Regions from separate parts of the Mus musculus genome. Here region 1 is linked to region 2. Evidence: chromatin contacts called from public promoter capture Hi-C data. All regions are on one chromosome and are shown on one strand. The core of a region is the stretch at or near the end of the contact, and the rest is flanking DNA. Distances in the headings are between cores, read along the strand shown.

Region 1 (6,006 bases), core at 1,551-4,050, 360 kb before region 2:
CACACTAGGGAAAAGGCAGTCTGGAAAATCTGACCCGGACATGGCTGACCGGGACCTTTCCCACTTTTTGATATCTTTTCATGTACAAATTGATTACGTTACCTGTAGCCAAATTTGTTTTAAAATATATGAGAGGAGAGGTTTTTTTTCCAGTTATGGCTTACTGTTTCCTACTGTAATCGATTCATCCATAATTATTTTGCCATTATATTTTATCCTTTAAAAATATACATTTAAGACTCATAAAATACACATGGGATTTGACTTTCCTTCCCTCATTTCCACAAATGCCATAAAAATTCCCAAAGGAAAAAAACACATAAAAGAAATTGTCCCCTTTCAAACATTGTCCTAACAACTATTTCACCGATGCAACATTCTCCTTTTCTTTCACATAGTTTTACAGAAATCCAAATCTATGTTTGTTTTTCTCAGTGTCAAAGATTGGTTGTACTGACTCCAAACAAGACCCAAGGGAGTTTGCAACAGAAGTTCTATCAGTAGTCAAGAATACTTAGTGGGTATGAGGATGTGTAATTAGAGCATTAATTTCTTTCTCCTCGATCACCAAGTGCACATTTGAATCCAAGATGTTCTGTGTTTGTGATTTGCTTGCAACTCCAGTTTCACACTGCGTTATCTGCCCCCCACCCCCTGCCCCATGATGTCATTAACCTGCACATTGTGAAATTCTGGTACACCGACAAAGGTTTGATTCCTGTAGTCAGTCAGTCTGTCCTCTCACCTGCGTCAAACCTGCTGCCTTACTGGCCAGCCACACTGATATCTTGCATAATCCCAAGGGTAGTCACCATTACCTTGAGCAGAGAGTCCTGTGTGTGACTGTTTGTTCATTTGGAAGTCAGCCCTGAGACACACTTTGTTGTCCAATGAGAGCAGTGTTCTTTGCCTGTGACATGCTGTTTTCAAGAGGACAGAGAGGTAGGTCAGCAGTTAAGAGCACTCACTTGTCTTAGAGTTTCTATTCCTGCACAAACATCATGACCAAGAAGCAAGTTGGGGAGGAAAGGGTTTATTTAGCTTACATTTCCACATTGCTGTTCATCACCAAAGGAAGTCAGGACTGGAACTCAAGCAGGTCAGGAAGCAGGAGCTGATGCAGAGGCCATGGAGGGATGTTACTTACTGGCTTGCTTCCCCTGGCTTGCTCAGCCTGCTTTCTTATAGAACCCAGGACTACCAGCCCAGGGACACCCACAAGGGGCCCTCTCACCTTGATCACTAATTGAGAAAATGCCTTGCAGCTGGATCTCATGGAGGCACTTCCCCAACTAAACTCCTTTCTCTGTGGTAACACCAGCCTGGATCAAGTTGACACACAAAACCAGCCAGTACAATTGACACTCCCCCCTCAACTTGACACACAAACACATCACTATAAAGGAAGCACACAAGGAAGACGGCTCACCACTGGTACCTCTTGTTGTTCAAGGGACAACTTTGCCTTGCAGCCTCCACAGGTGCCAGCATGCATGTTTTCATACATACACATCAATTTCAGAATTAAAGGAATCTTTAAAAACGTGAAAAGGCTCATAGGGAGGCTGAAGCGGAGTGGGAAGCTGGTGGTGTAGGGGTCACATGACCCTGAGACTCTTCCAATTGAATAGGGCTAGAGTTAAAGATAGTTTTATCACTCCTGTGAACCACAGTTTTCTTAAGTATTCCCTGCTCCTTTTGATTTTATGATTCTTTTTTAAAGATTTATTTTATTTATGTGTAGTGTGTGTGTGTGTGTGTGTGTGTGTGTGTGTGTACCCCTGAAGGAACCTGCAGATGCTTACAGAAGCCAGACGGGGGAGCTGGATACACACCAGCGCTGGACTTGGGCGCTACCAGATGTGGGCTAAGAACTGAATTTTAGTTTCGTTCTGTTGCAGCAATGAAACACTGTTGCCTAAACTGCAGCTTGGAAAAGGTTTATTTGGCATTCTCTTCCAGATTGACGGAAGGCAGGAAGTCAAGGCAGAAGCCATGTAGGAATACAGATTACCGACTCACTTTCTTGGTTGATCTCTGGACGATGCTTTTTTCCCCCCTCCAATCCAGGACTTCCTGCCAGAGGAATGACACCACCCATAGTGGGCTGGGCTCTCCAGCATCAATTACTGATCAAGACATTGCTGCTACGGACCTTTCCATCCTCAGACTGACTGGATTTAGGCAATCCCTCTACTGATTCTAGGCTGAGTCAAGTTGATAAGTATCAAAGGTTCTTTACCTCTGCGCCCTCACTCCAGCGTCACTTTGAGCTTCTAATTAAAGCCTCAGGAATATATCGCTGGGAACTATAAAACCTGCAGCGGCAGCTTATATTGTTGTCTTTTCCATAATGTTCCTGGGAATGGATTTCCTTAGGGGAGAAAGAATGAAACCTAAAGCGACACAAAATAGACAATCAGACAAGCAACTAAAACCTAGGGATGTAGCTCTGTTGGCAGAGCGCTTGCCTAGCATGCAGGAAGCCCCACGTTTCATCCCAGCCACCTCACAAATCCAAGCCTGGTGGAACAAACCTGAAATTCCTTCTCTTGGAAGGGGGAGGTAGGAAGATCAGGAAGTTCCTGACCACCCTCAGCCATATAGCAAGTTAAGCCTGGGCTATGCGAGACCCTGTCTGTAGACAAATAAACAGATGATTTAAAAAGCTGCCCATAAGGGAACTTATAGTTCACCACTACCATTCTAGTACTTTCCATTTACTGTTAAAGCCACAGCCTCCTGGGGCTGGATAACGCTGGGAGACCTCAAGGTGAGTCCTCCCGGAGGCTGCCAGCTCGGCAGTCAGCGAGGAGAGCAGATTTCCGTTTCCTTGGCCAGCCTTCGGGAGGGAGGGGCGGAGGGGGCCTCGCGTGGGGGAGGGCCGGTAGGGCGGGACTTCGAGAGGGCGGGCCCTCAGGAGGGCGTGGCCTCCGGAGGGAGGGCTGGTGGAGGGGGTCTCAGGAGGGAGGGCCCGAGGGCCGGACCCACAGGGCGACCTTAAAAATTGCCCGGGGGCCCGCGGCCGCCAGCGGAGCGCGCGGGCGGCAGAGGGCGAGCCGGACACAGCCAGGCGCGGCGGTGAGGCTGCGGGAGCGGGCGGGAGCGAGCGAGTGGGCGACCGGCCCGGCTGGGGAACGCGGCTGACAGTCCCCGCCCTGCCGCACACGTGCCGCGGCTCCGGGCGCGCGCACCGGGCTCGCTGCGGGGTCCCGGGAGACGCGGAGGTTCGGGCGGGCGGGCGCGGTGGCCAGTGTGCGCGCGCTGCGCGGAGCAGAGCAGAATCCGGGTCAGGCCGGGTGAAGCGCTCCGCAGCTGCGGCAGTAGTTGGCACCCCGGTTGTCCCGGGCTGGGCCCGAGGGGTTCGATTGATGGTGGTGGCAGGCAGGCGGCCTTCTGCAGCCCAGCTGCAGCTCCAGCTGCAGCTCCAGACGGGTCCCTCCTTAGCGAAAGGCAGCCTCACCTGCGCTGAGCACCCGGGAAGTTCTTTCTGGCACCCTAGGAACCAGTGGTTGTGTCGGCGGCGTTGTTTCTGGGACTGCTGGGTAGTTTGAAGGAAGAGGGTGAGACGCTCAAAGGATTCGGGGTTTCTACTCCAAATGGTACAGCAGGCTCCTAAATTAGTTTAAATCCGCGCAGACCGGTCTGGTTTTTGCAGGTCCTGCATATCCCCCAAGCCACAGGTGATACTCAGGTCCTTGTGCATTCTTTCTGGGTTCATCTGTTAGTAGCGTTTCTGTCTTCTATAATTTGACAGATACCCCTGAGAAGGGGGCTAAGTGTTAAGAGTACTTTCCTGGTATGCAGGAAGTTAGGTTTAATTCCCAGCACGGGAAAGCACTTAAAAAAATATATCTTTTTAAAATTGTAATTAACATCATTTCCTCCCTTCCCTTTTCTACGCCTAACCCCTTCGGTGTAACCATATCCCCTACCCCCTTTCAAATTCATGGCCTCTTTTTCTCAGGACATATAATGCTACTTGTCTCTATATGGTGGATAACCAACTGGGGACTGTACTCTGGGGAAGACTATGCCCCCATTCCCAGCTTTCCTTACTCGTTTGTAGTTCTTTGTCAAGGGTTGAGACCCCCTCCCCCGAGATTTCCTTATCCATGTTAGTGTGTCTATTGCTTTCATCCTCATGTAGGTCTTGTCCCCAAGTTGATGCGACTTCATGGCCTTTCTAACATTTCTAGGAGACTCAAGTTCACAGCAAACTTACTGTCCCTTTGGCTCTTGGAGGGGGGGGGGGGATTAAAGGTTAATTCTGCACATATTATTTCTCTAGGACTTGAAATGTTTTCATTTGGTGTATGTGAAAGGGTTGGATTTATAGTGACTGCCTAATTAGATACACTTTTCTATGCCTCCAAAGTTAGTAAAGAATAGTTCCTGAGGAAACAAATGAACACATTGAAGCTCCTCTGAGACCACTGTGGATACTCCCCACCACCTGGTTGGTCTTTTACTTTCCCTGCAAAAATGTAGGCACAGGTGTTTCTGTAATCACCAGGTTGCTAGTTTTAAAAGAAAGAAAGGTTCTTGGAATAAGGTCATTGACTTTTTTTTTTTTTAAATTCTGCCCTTATTTTCTGGACTTTTTGGATGGCTTTGGTATTTGAAAGAGTCCTGGCCTAATGCACCAGCCCCTTCATTGTGATGAGGAGTAAAATTGTTCTCTGTTACGTGTAAATTAATTCTGTATTTTGAGAGCATACAGAATAGTTTTGGATGATTGGTAACTTGGATCTTGTATGTTGAGTCATTCTCCTTTCTAGTTAATGTTAAATTCATTTCTCAGAAAGGTTTCTTTCTTTCTTTCTTTCTTTCTTTCTTTTTTTTTTTTTTGTCTAAAGGTAGAAGGAAACTTTGTTTCCCCAAAGCCTTTAAAAAAAACCCAAACATTTCAAGTCTTGCTGTAAAGAGAACAGCAGCAGTTTGACTCTTTGGGATATACCCCTGGGATTCTCATCAAGCAAAGTTGGAACCCAGAAGTCCAGATGTTGCACCAAAGTGTGGCTGGCTCACATGACCTGCCTTCCTTGGATTTACGCTCCGAGACTCTCTAGTCCCGCTTGAGGCCCGTTGAGTCAGAATCTGACTACACAGCAGTGTAGCAAATCTCCACATTTACTGCTGAGATGTGGCGGAGTGGAGGTGACAAGAACAGGGCCAGGGCCCTCTTGTGGGCCTCATGGCATTTATGGCCATCTGTATATGGTAATTTTACAACCCACCTTGTCTAGATGAAGACCTCCGGCTTAGGAGCTATGTGACTCAGTGGAGCTCCTAGGCTCTGATGCTGAGCAGCACAGGCTGCTGATGGTACTTAAGACTGAGCTTGGTAGACTGAACTTTCACCACAGGCCTCTGAAACTGTCTGCTGTGGTCTGGGCCAGTTGTGATTAATACCTGTCCCCGTATTAATTTGTGTAAATGAGGGAGGCCATAGCACTATGCTGTGTGATATTCTTTTATCCAGTATGATCTCTTGGATCAACAGATCACGTGGGGTCAGGGGACTACCATCCCTCACTCTGTCCTTATTTGGTGTTTGTTGCTGTGTTGATACATCAGGACTCCTTAGGAACCTACAGTCCCACTCCTGGAAGTTAAGTTCAGTAATGTAGCAGGCTTATAGAATGGGGGACTGAAGAGGCTGGCCTAACTGAACTTTTGCTTCTTTCCAGGGATATGTGGTACATTCCCTTCCCTCCAGAGAATCGCCTTCCACAGAAACCAGTAACGCCATGAAATCCAATCCAGCCATCCAAGCTGCCATCGACCTCACAGCAGGGGCTGCAGGTAAGGGGGTGGGGTGTTGAGGGGATATTCTTCTTCCTGTATCCCTGAAGTAGTTCCTCAGAGTGGCTTAGAAATACACTCTTTGTTACCCCACAGGTAATATCCTTTAACCTCAGAATGAATCGATATAACAGAAATGTGATTTTGTTCAGAGCACGTCAGCAAGTACGACCCAGTAGTGTTTAATTCTGTTAAAGC
Region 2 (6,254 bases), core at 804-3,303:
AGGGTGAAGAAAGACACTTCCTGAGGGTTCTCCGGGCAGCTTGATGAAAGGCAGGCTCCAGGCTCAGGTCTCAAATAAGGACAAGAGCAATAGAGACCCTTGAAGTTCAGTGACCTCTTCATGCACATGCATAGGGAAGCATGTACACACAAAACACCACACACACACACACACACGTCACAAACGCACACACACAAGCCACACACACACACACACACACACACGTCACAAACGCACACACACAAGCCACATACACACACAAACATAACATTTATTTTTTAAATTAAAATTTTTAAGTTTCAAAATATATAATTAAAAACATTAGAACACTTAAAGATAAACCTCAAACCGTATGTGCTAATGCATAGGCGTATATTCCTGTATGCTTGAGTGGCTCAACATAGAGACATCAGTTCTCCCACATTGGGACCATTAAGAGAGTAACACCTGTCTGTCTGGATACCTGGGATAATTTGGATGAGATCCGTTTTTTCCTTCCCCGCTCCCCCCAAAGCAGAGCCGTACCCCTGGCCCTGTGTGAGATGCTTTGAGTGTGGCAATCATTTTCATCTTCCTGCCTGTTGAATCTGATGTCCAGAGAATTCTGAGGTGAGGCTGGACCAAGTAGCGCATCTGTCGCTTTCCCAGAGTGGCTGTTGCTCTGGGCTACAACAATGACACCTGCTTCAAACAACAGAGAACAAATGGGAGCTTCTGTCAGAAGCCAGCAGGCGTTCCTTCTCAACTGATGGAGGATCTGCAGGAAAAAGTCCCCAGATGTTCTGAAGGATGGTGCCCTGAGGCGCAATGGGATGAAGCAGAGGCGCCTACAGGCCTTTCCCCAGCACTTTCAACCCCAGCCTGCTAACTCGAGGATTCTTTTTCAGAGCTTGCAGTGTAAGCTGTGTTGATTTTTAATATAAACCCGAGCAGGAGAGTTCCTTTTTACTCTCTCTGCAAACACAGTGCTAAAGAATGGAGCTGAGAACATGCACACACCACTTGTCCACACCGAAAGCGATCCAAACACCCCATGTGACTGTTGACAGATTGTTCTCGCTGCGGTGTGGCTCTGTGGTAGAGTGTTCACACAGGAGGGCCAAGGTTCACTCAGTTCTGCAACAGAGAGGCAAAGGAGACTCTTGATGGTTGTTTCGTAACTGTCCTTTGAAAAGCTTTGTCTCGTAAGTGCCTGTTGCAGAAAGCCTGCCTGTCTAGAACAGGCTGAGCACTGAGTATTGTCTGCCACTGATCAATTTCCTCTAACACTTCCACAAATCCTTTGCCAGGAATATGTAGAATCAGCTGGACAGAGATCGAGAGCTCTGGCGCCGAGGCCTGACTTTGGGATATCACAGGCAGAGCTAGAACCAGCTCATGGAGGGTGGGTAGTAGAGGAAAAAAAAATCTATAGAATTTTCTTCTAGAACATTAGATGGTTGAAGGGCTGTGTCTTGCCACAAGGAGGCAGTTTTCTATTTTCTGTGATGCTAGATGCAAGCAAATGCTCTTCAGTCGATTCTTAGTTTTTCTTCTACCCTTGATTTCTTTTCCTTTGAATCGGTGTTAATCATTGCCGACCCCCGGTCAAGCCATCATCCCAGGCCTCTGTTGCCTTCATACCGTTTTAACTTTTAAATCAATTAGTGTTCAGAATGGTAACTCATATGCAATTGTGTAGTAAAAATGACTTCTTTATTCCTGGGCAGTCTGGTCCCTCAGCTGCCCATCCTCTTCACACCACATTGGTTCCTTAGGCTTTTCCCTAAGGATAACCCGCCTGCCTAACGGTCTCTTGCCTCGCGTGGTTTTATTCAAGCCCTGTGTTTATTCCCTCCCAGCCCAACTGTTGGGCATTGTTACTGACACCGACCGCCAGGGATTTAACAGTGCTTACACGCTGAGACTTGTTCTCAGGGAATGATTGCCACCGTGACACCGGAATCCGCTACCTAACCATAAGGAAAAGCTATGTGGCAAACTGGACCAGTCTGCCAACTCCAGCTGACCTTCCAGCTGGCAGCGAGGCCCAGGTTAGCAGGCATGTGAAGAGTGAGCTGTTATTCTCCAGCCCCAGTGAGGTTCAGGTCACCACACATGATGGCAGGGATGGGCTGTTCCCACTGACTCTCATCCAGGGTGAGAAACTGAGCTGTCAGTACAAGCCATTAAGTTGTGTAGCAATAGAACACCTAAACAGGAGACACTACGTATCCTGTACCTTGTTCTTTGCACCGAACAATATATTTCAGTCTACTTCAGTATGTGCAGTGCTGCCTAATTCATGCTCAGAGCTGTGTAGTATTCCACTTTGTGGCTATGTAATAACTAGCCTACCAGACTCTTATTGTTTCTGCTTTTGTAAAATCAATGTCATCGTTACTCTAGAAACTTCATTTCACACTGCACATTTCTTGGATGAATTCTCAGGAGCTGAGTTGCTGAGTCAAACCTTTGTGAATTTGTTATTTTAATAGGTACTGCTAGATTGTCCTCCAGAGAGCTTCCATTCCCTTGAAGGAGATCAGAGAAGGACCTATTCTTTTCTTTCATTTATACTTTATGTGCGTGGGTGTTTTGACTGCCTGTATATCTTGTGCAGCCATGTACATGGCACACAGTACCTACATATTTCAGTAGAGGGCACTGGGTCCTCAGGAACTGGAGTTGGGATGGTTGTGAACTGCCAGCCTTGTGGATACTGAGAATCGAACCCTGGTCTCCTGAAAGAGCAGCCAGTGCTCTCAACTGTCGAACCATCTCTCCAGCCCCTCATGCTTTTCCTTTGAGGTCAGGTCACGTTGTGTTGTCCAGGCTGGAATGGAACTTGTGACCCTCCCACTTGAGTTTCCCAGTCCCTGCCATGACAGGTTAACACCACTGCTATTGGCCTAGCATCTCCTTTTTGATAATTTATGTTTCCTTTTTCTGGGACAAACCACCTTCTTTTTCCTGTTGAATTGTCGGCATTTGTCTTCTTCGAGGGAACATTACGGATCACTGACCCAGGTTTTGGTATGTGCTGTGTGAAGCAGGGTATTTATTTATTTATTTATTTATTTACATAGCGATTGATTGATTACTTTTTATTTTACCCTTTTCTCCTCAGCACACCTCCACAGCTTTGCTCACAGGCACGCACTCCACTTGCACTTTCTGCTTCTGGGCCCTGGGAGTGAGTCTTTGCAGCCACGTACCCAAAGGTGATGGAGTGCTGATAACAATTACAGAAAAATCAGACTTTTAAGACCTATGGAGTTAAGACGCTGCCTGTTCCGTCCGGGATTTGCAACTCAGCAGAAGTTTAAGATGGAAGGGCTGCTGATTTCTTTGGGGTTCAGTAACAGTGAGGGCAGGTGGGGCGGGGCTGGGGGAGGGTTCTCACTGTTCTACAGGGAGACAGGAAATTGCACCATGCTCTCCTCCCCTCCAGAAAGCATCCACACTCTCCACATCCATTGGATACTGTTAGGGTGACAACGGATAGGTTCAAGATGACAGGATGTCAGAGCAGAAGGGAGCCTTCACAACCCTAATCAGTGTGTGTGTGTGTGTGTGTGTGTGTGTGTGTGTGTGTGTATCAGAATAATGTCTTTATAGGAGTTGCTTCTCTTCTTCCACCAAGTGAGTCTTGGGGACTCGGCTCCTCTTTACCTTTACCTGCTGAGCTATCTTGCCGACTTGAGCCCAGTAATTTCACAAATGTTGTCTTCAGTTTTCTTATTTTGTATTCATGCTTTTACACCTTGAGATGGCTTGGCTCTCCATTTTCTCCATTCAGGGTGGGGTGATATAGACAATACTGAGTGGTGGGCTACCTTGTCTGTCCTCAGTGGGAGAGGATGCACCTAGTCCTGCAGTGACTTGATGTGCCAGGTGGGGGGATACCCTGGGGAGCCTCCCCCTTCTCAGCGGAGAAATGGAGGAGGAATGGGTGGGGGAGCTGTATGATGCGGGGGTGGTGGTGATGATATTATAATATAAAGTGAATGAATTAGTGAAAAAAAAGAGAAAATCTTTAGTGGATTTTTAAAATTATTTTTTGAAATTAAAGTATATCATTTTCCCCTTCTCATTCTCTCCTCCAGCTGCTCTTACACTCTAATTGTGCTCTCATTCTCTGTCTCTGTCTCTGTCTCTGTCTCTGTCTCTCTCTCTCTCTCTCTCAAATTTGTGGCCTCTTTGTTATTATTACATACGTATATACATAAATGTATAAATATAACCTGCTCAACTCATTTAGTATTGCTTGTGTGTATATGATCTCAAGGCTGACCAATTGGTATATTGGATAAGTATTTAGGGGCCTTATTCCTAGGGAAGGCTTTCTCCCATTCTCAGCATTTCTTAGTTGCCTGTCCTTCCTCCCTCCCTCCCTCCCTCCCTCCCTCCCTCCCTCCCTCCCTCCCTCCCTCCCTCCCTTCCTCCTCCCTCCCTCCCTCCCTCCCTCCCTCCCTCCCTCCGTCCCTCCCTCCCTTCCTTCCTTCTTTCCTTCCTTCCTTCTTTCCTTTTATTAGGGTGGGCCCTGGGAGATCCCTTTTCATGTTAGCATGTCCCTTGCTGGTGGTGTTCTCTAAGGGGTATCTTGGCATGCTGGTCATTGTTGTAGGAACCAGAGCTAGATAGGCTATTGGTTGCTCTCCTCTTTTAGCAGCTGCATAGAACTTTCTGGTACCTTGAAGCTAGTCCTCAGGGAGGAGATGTTCAGGTCAGATGCAGCTCTGATGCGCCAAGTTCTGTGTCTGAAGTACATGGTGTCTTTAGCAGGAGAGACCTTGCTTCCCCCTCTAGCAGGCAACCAAGGGCAGAAGCAGAAGCCTGTATTGTTTTGGGAGTCTCTTGGACTCTCCTGACCAACAATTCAAAAACAGAATTCCTCACGCCTAGTACTGGAGTTTTTGTTGAACAATCTATGATTCTTGGCGGGGGAGCAAGGTCAAGGTGTCTTAACTTTCTTTTAAATTATTAATGTATACATATACATGTATTATACATAACTTGAGATACATAATAATGATCCATCATCCTTTGTGTGATTTGACCCTCCCCCTTCCTCTCCACCTGTGTTGACCCCTACCCTTTGCCCCATCAAAGCCCCCCTTATTTTTCCCATTTCTCCCTTCATATTATTTATCTTGCTATTTCCCTCTCTAGGTCTCTCTTCCACCCTAGTCCCTTCTTACTTTCCTGGATTCTGTAATTACAGAATATATGCTCTCATCTGGAGATCTGGAGCTAGGAGACCCCGATGGGAGAGAACATGTGATGTCTGTCTGTCTGTCTGGGCCCAGGTTACCTTGCTCACTATGTCTCTTCTAGCTCCATCCATATACGTGCAAAGCTCATGACCTCATTTTTCTTTTCAGCCGAATAGGATCTCATTGTGTTTATGTACCACGTGTTAATCAGACTGCTGCAGAGCACTGGAGTTAGTTCCACTCCTCAGCTACTGGGAATAAAGAAGCAGGGAACATGACTGAGCTTGTGTCTGCAGAGTAAGATGCTCAGTCCCTTGGGCATATGCCAACGGGTGCTATACCTAGGTCACAGGGTAGATGTAGTTTTAGCTCTTGGGAGTTTTCCACACTGACTTTGAAAGCGGCTGTACCAATTTCCTTTTTTTGTTTGTTTGTTTGTTTGTTTGTTTTTTCGAGGCAGGGTTTCTCTGTATAGCCCTGGCTGTCCTGGAATTCACTTTGTAATTCACTTTGTAGACCAGGCTGGCCTCGAACTCAGAAATCCGCCTGCCTCTGCCTCCTGAGTGCTGGGATTAAAGGTGTGCGCCACCACGCCCGGCACCAATTTCCAATCCCACTTTTTTTTTTTTTTTGAGTCCTTTATGTATGTAGTCAGGATATTAATCCTTTGTCAGATGTATAACTGGCAGAGTGTCTGTCACTTTGTGGGCTTCTCCTTCACCCCACTGATTGTTTCCTTGGCTGTGCAGGTCAGTTTTTAAGCTTATTTCCTGGGCAAATGGAGTCCTATCGGAAAGTCCTTCACTACACCGTAGGATAGAGAGTGTGTTTCTTCTGGCAATTTCAGGTTTTACATCAAGGGCTCTGATCCATCTGGAGTTAGTTTTTATTCAAGATGATAAAAATACATGTCTAGAATCATTCTTCTTCATAATGAGATGCAGCTGGAGATGCAGTTTTGCCGTCACCATTTGATGAAGAGGCTTTCTTTCCTCCAGTTTATGCTTTGGGTATCTTTGTCACATAATAAGTGGCTGAAGTTCTGTGTACTCATCT

What was found. Promoter capture Hi-C pulls out the DNA fragments that hold promoters and counts their contacts.
Region 1: a contact with region 2 is called in a promoter capture Hi-C map of liver. The contact joins the promoter of 1810012K16Rik here to the enhancer-like site in region 2. A contact is called at or near these places in 6 of 39 promoter capture datasets (3T3-L1-derived adipocytes, HPC-7-derived erythroid cells, hippocampal neurons and 2 more), 3 of 484 Hi-C or Micro-C datasets (the G1E-ER4 cell line and liver) and 1 of 115 datasets of contacts at active chromatin or transcription factors (pancreatic cancer cells).

What each region holds. Positions count from the first base shown.
Region 1 is chr8:22,395,515-22,401,520 of GRCm38.p6, reverse strand. 1810012K16Rik (RIKEN cDNA 1810012K16 gene) reads right to left here and starts at 2,800. Exons shown (of 3, transcript NR_045473.1): 1 at 2,538-2,800; 2 at 2,243-2,374; 3 at 1,930-2,076. It overlaps Slc25a15 (solute carrier family 25 (mitochondrial carrier ornithine transporter), member 15), which reads left to right and starts at 2,900. Exons shown (of 7, transcript NM_181325.4): 1 at 2,900-3,081; 2 at 5,694-5,808. The coding sequence starts at 5,754.
Region 2 is chr8:22,032,075-22,038,328 of GRCm38.p6, reverse strand. All of the region lies in intron 1 of Atp7b (ATPase, Cu++ transporting, beta polypeptide), which reads left to right. Among named protein-coding and RNA genes, the nearest start is that of Atp7b, 25 kb to the left of the region's middle. Within about 2 kb of position 2,053, at least 3 of the 459 cell types and tissues checked have an H3K27ac peak or open chromatin away from gene starts, as enhancers often do. A contact at or near this core is called in liver, where this site is marked.